2 separate regions of the Macaca fascicularis genome follow, and region 2 is linked to region 1. The links are chromatin contacts, called in public Hi-C maps. All regions are on one chromosome and are shown on one strand. The core of a region is the stretch at or near the end of the contact, and the rest is flanking DNA. Distances in the headings are between cores, read along the strand shown. Region 1 holds the start of SDF2L1 (stromal cell derived factor 2 like 1). Region 2 holds the start of TMEM191C (transmembrane protein 191C).

Region 1 (2,634 bases), core at 83-2,582:
TGATTTTGAGGTGATGGCTGACATGTCCAAGAGTATATATCCGTTGCCTCTCAGATAGTACTTCAGCTCTTCCACCCTAGACTGGAAACCCCTCAAGTGCAGTGACTACCAAATCCAGGGTAGACTGACCTTTAACTGTTTGGACACCTAAATGCTGAAAAGATCAAGGTGACTTATACTACATGTAACTCAAAATAAAAACAATATGAAACATGAAACCCCCAAAATAACATGTTGCTGTAATGAAAATCGCTTTACTCTGGATTTTCTGAATGCAAAATTCTGGACGATTTAATTAAATATGAACTTTTGTCTCTGCTTTGCCTGTGCTTCAACTACACCCTAGCCTCTTGAGCCCAGAGCTATTTCCTCTGTGACCCCACAGGATCTGGAGTGAAGCCGCTGCAACAATGTCCCATGAATGAATAAACAGTGGTATAAGTTTTCCTCCCTTTGAAGGTTGAGCTGACAACACTCTGAGAAGGCGGCAAAAGGGAGACCTACTCATGGCCAGGAGACTGGGACACAGTCACCCAGGCTTGGTTCCCACAGCCCCTTGGTCTCCTTGGACTCTGGTTTCCTAAGACAGCTCTGGGGCTTTCTGGTGGGAAGCTGCCATTATTCTCGACGCCACAGCTCCCTGCTGCCCTCTCCTGCCCGATGACCCAGTGACCACAAGATTTAGCCACGAAAGGAGTCAAATGTATAAGTGGCCAGGGGAATTCAGAAACCCCAGGGTCTAGGGACTGTGGTGACCCAGTGTCAGAGAGGCGGCTAGGGCCGAATGACTGGGGGTTTCATTAATCTCGGGGTCCAGGGACTGAAGGACCAGACGATTCAGTGATTCTGGGATCTGTCGACTTTGTGACCACAAAATCTAGTGATCCAACAGCCTCAAGACCCTGCAGTTGTGGTCCCAGGTTCTGAGGGGAGAGACTAATTACTGAGTGCCCAGGAGTCCAGGATCAAGGGGCGTCGTGAACACGTGCCTGCAGGGTCCTAGGATCCTGAGCTGGTATCCAGGCACTCAGCGGCTGCGGGGCTCGGACTCGGCGTCCTCACCAAGCGCTCCCGCTCATTCTCCGCCGCTTGGCTACTCAGCCGCCCTTCCCTGGACACTCATTGGAAAGTCCTCGGAAGCGTGTACCAATCAAAACCCTCCTCGTGTCTCCAGTCCCCGCCCAGCTACTGCTCTAGCGAGCCGGGGGCGGGCCCTCTCCTCAATGACCCAATGGCAGTGCAAGCGGAGTGCCGCGCGGGCCGACCATTGGCTGCCGCGAGCGGGCGCTGTCAGAACTGGATTGGGCCGCGGCGAGGACGGAAGCAGCCCTAGGGCCGGAGCGGCTGGAGCCGGGCCGGGGCGATGTGGAGCGCGGGCCGCGGCGGGTCTGCCGGGCCGGTGCTGTTGGGGCTGCTGCTGGCGCTCTTAGTGCCGGGCGGTAGTGCCGCCAAGACTGGCGCGGGGCTCGTGACCTGCGGGTCGGTGCTGAAGCTGCTCAATACGCACCACCGGGTGCGGCTGCACTCGCACGACATCAAATACGGATCCGGTGCGTGTGACCTGCGACTGGGAGAGCGCGGGGATCGGGGGCTTGGGGTTGGGAGTGTGGAGACAGGGTGGTCGTGGGGGTCTGTGGGCCATCTCGAAGCCGGGCGGCGGAGGCTCTAGAGTCGTTGGGGGGTCGAGGGGCGCAAGGCTTTGAGTGTGTCGAGGATATTGAGGGTGGGGACGGTCGTCGGGGAACTGCAGGCCCAAAGACTGAGGGGGGTGTCAGGCGGGGGCCGGGACTGGGGGTGAGCCCCTTGGGGTCCCCTGGGAAATGTTATGGTCCCAGGGCGAGGGTCCGGGGTTCTGCGATTGACGGAGACCCTGGGTGGGTGGGGTGTCACTCCTCAGGCAGCGGCCAGCAATCGGTGACCGGCGTGGAGGCGTCGGACGACGCCAATAGCTACTGGCGGATCCGCGGCGGTTCGGAAGGCGGGTGCCCGCGTGGGTCCCCGGTGCGCTGCGGGCAGGCAGTGCGGCTCACGCATGTGCTTACAGGCAAGAACCTACACACGCACCACTTCCCGTCACCGCTGTCCAACAACCAGGTGAGCCCCTCCCGGAGCCCCCAGAGAGATTCCTGGCCTGTGTGAGGGGCCAGAGATCCTGGGTTCCAATCCGAGCCTCAGCTTCTTCGTGAAATGGAAATTTCACTTCAGAGATGGTTATTGAGCACCCCTTCGGGGGAAACAGAGTAACTCCGCCAAGATCCTGCCCCCAGGTGCTCCCGGCCCTGCAGGGAGACCGATGGGAGAGAGATCCGAAGAGATCCTCCTGGATAGCTCTTCCTCTGGGGGCAAGTGGGACCCAGGAGGAGAATCCACACAGCCTTGAGGGTGGGGAATAGGAAACTCCACTGGGGAGGAGGAACTCAGGCTGGGTCTGAAAGGATGATTAGGAGTCCTCCAAGCCACAAAGGGAAAAGAAGGACTTCCCAGGCCAGCAGAAGAGATTGCACCAATGCGTGGAGGTCAGTGGAATTCAGGGGATTGGGATGGAACAGTGGGTGCCCTTGGAGAGTTGGTGGAAGAAAATGTTTGAGATAGATAGACAGCTTGACTGCTAGCCTGAGGGGCTGAAGGTAGGTC
Region 2 (2,634 bases), core at 78-2,577, 180 kb before region 1:
CAAGCCACACCCCCAGGTGGTCATGGCCCCGCTCATGCTGCTGCTCCGCCTCTACTAAAGACCTCAGGGTCCAGCTCAAGCACCTGCAGCGTCACCAATTGGGCTGCGAGTTGCTGCTCCGTGCTCTTCTGGCTCTGCTGTTCCCCTCCGTAGTAGAAAAGCTAGGGGCGGGGCTTGTAAAGGCGGGGTTTACCGACTTCTGGAGGAACGGGTGTCGGGGTGACAGGGACGGAGAGGCAACAAGGGCGGGGACCAGGGCAGGACTTCCGAGAGGAACCAAGAGACAGACCCTCCCATCTCCCGCACGTACCTGACTAGACAGCTCCTCCCACTGCTCCTGCAGCTGCCTGTTGTACTGCTCCTGCGGACAGGGTCCTGGGGCGGTGCCGGCCTCTCCGCCGGTCCTGCCTCACCCCACCCCCGGATCCCGCCCCCTTCCGCCCTCCCTGCCCCACTCCACCGTGGATCCAGCCCCATTCCAGGACTCTTACTCACCAAGTCCTCCTTGTGGCGCTCCGCCTCCTCCAGCCTTCTGCGCACCCGCTCCGCGCGCTCCCGCGCCGCCTCGCGCGCCTCCCCTTGCAGAGGTTGTACTGCCTGGCTTCGCCTCCGCAGCAGGCTGCAGAGGGAAACTGAGGTTGGCGCTACAAGGCGGACTGGGTTGCTCAGGATCCCACAGTCACCGGGAAGGACCAGCCGCAGGCTCATGATTGGGGACGGGGAAGTCCTGACCGAGTCCCCCACCTGGGTCCGCTGGGTGGATCGCCCGTTCCCCAAGCGCCTAGAGCAGAGGTGCGGGCCCGGGCGGATCGGCCTGGTACTCTGCGAAGCCCCTCGCGGCGCTGCCTGCGGGACGGACCCTCACGCGCCCGCCAGGTGGAGCGGCGTTCCCCGCGCACCTTCGCTCCCGCTCGCTCAGGTCCTGCAGGCGCCGGTTGAGGCTCTCGCTCTCGGCCTCGAGCCCGCGCATCAGCTTCTCTAGCTCCTGCTTCCGCTGGCGACCATCTCGGTTATCCTTCTGCAACTGCAGCAGCAGCTCCTGCGTCGCGGCCATGGCTGTGGAGACCGTGCCTAAACGCCGCCCGCCTAGGGGACCCAGCCTGCGGCTGGCGGGCGTCACAATGGGCTGCAGGGAGCGCCTAGCGGGCTGTACCACAACGGGCGGCAGGGGGAGCCCAAGCGCAACCTGACACATGCCTCTTCTCACACCAGCTAGAGACAGGTCAGGCCGGTCACACTTAGTCCACCACTGATGAAAATTGTGTCAAAGAGCTAATTGGATCAATGAAAGATTAATAAAATACTAAGACCAAATGCAGGCAAGTTGAAGATTGGTTCCCCCACATTGCAGATGGCACTCGGAAACTGATCGATCTCTTGTAGAAAAGAACCCATAAATATGTTCATATCTTTTGACCCAATTATCCCTCTCCTGGGAAATTTATCCCAGGAAGGAGAAAAAATATTTTTTCTTTTTTTGAGACAGAGTCTCGCTGTGTCTCCCCGGCTGGAGTGCAGTGGCGCTATCTCGGCTCACTGCAAGCTCTGCCTCCCGGATTCACGCCATTCTCCTGCCTCAGCCTCCCGGGTAGCTGGGACTAGAGACGCCTGCCACTATGCCCGGCTTTTTTTTTTTTTTTTTTTTTTTTTACTTTTAGTAGAGACGGGGTTTCACTGTGTTAGCCAGGATGGTCTCGATCTCCTGACCTCGTGATCCACCTGCCTCAGCCTCCCAAAGGGCTACAGGCGTGAGCCACCGCGCCCAGCCGAGAAAAAATAATTTAAACCCACTGTGCATTAAATGGTTCGCTGAAGTGGTTACAGTAGCCACAAAAAAAAGGAAACAATTTTAATGATTAATATGTGTTTGGGTATTTATTATGTGGCATGCCTAGAGCTATGATGATGTCTGGTGAAAAAGAATTTGATTTAGCATTTATGCTAAAGTAACTAAGATAAAATACATGAGCAAGATCCGCAAAGGAAACAGGAGGAAGATAAGCTCTTTCATTGCTTGGTGAGACTGTAAGTAAACTCGTCCTTTTATTTATTATTATTTTAGAGACAAAGGTCTTGCTGTCACCAGGCTGGAGTACAGTGGCACAATCAAGGCTCAGAGCAGCCTCAATCTCCCAGGCCCAAGTGATCCTTCCGCCTTAGCCTCCCAACTTGTCCTTTTAAAATCTGCCTTTATTTGTCGAGTACAATTATGAACTTGGATGCAAAAATCCAAAATAAATTACTAACAAAATCTAAAGGGAAACAGATCGAGACCATCCTGGCTAACACGGTGAAACCCCGTCTCTACCAAAAATACAAAAAACTAGCCGGGCGACGTGGCGGGCGCCTGTAGTCCCAGCTACTCGGGAGGCTGAGGCAGGAGAATGGCCTAAACCCGGGAGGCGGAGCTTGCAGTGAGCTGAGATCCGGCCACTGCACTCCAGCCTGGGAGACACAGCGAGACTCCGTCTCAAAAAAAAATAGTGTATGCTTTTTTTTTTTTTTTTTTTTTTTTTTTAAGAGTCAGGGTCCCATTGTAACCCTGGTTGGAGTGCAGTGGCACCATCACAAGCTCACTGCAGCCGCAAACTTTAGGGCTCAAGCGATCCTCCCGCCTCTCACCCTTTAAGAAGT

Evidence for each region. Hi-C and Micro-C count contacts between places; a contact is called where the count stands out from the background.
Region 2: a contact with region 1 is called in a Hi-C map of liver, with 4 times the contacts expected there. The contact joins the promoter of TMEM191C here to the promoter of SDF2L1 in region 1. A contact is called at or near these places in 2 of 2 Hi-C or Micro-C datasets (liver and skeletal muscle).

The regions. Positions count from the first base shown.
Region 1 is chr10:31,490,907-31,493,540 of T2T-MFA8v1.1, reverse strand. SDF2L1 (stromal cell derived factor 2 like 1) reads left to right here and starts at 1,332. Exons shown (of 3, transcript XM_005567866.4): 1 at 1,332-1,550; 2 at 1,898-2,094. The coding sequence starts at 1,364.
Region 2 is chr10:31,667,755-31,670,388 of T2T-MFA8v1.1, reverse strand. It overlaps TMEM191C (transmembrane protein 191C), which reads right to left and starts at 1,327. Exons shown (of 10, transcript XR_012418974.1): 1 at 900-1,327; 2 at 496-619; 3 at 311-361; 4 at 84-199.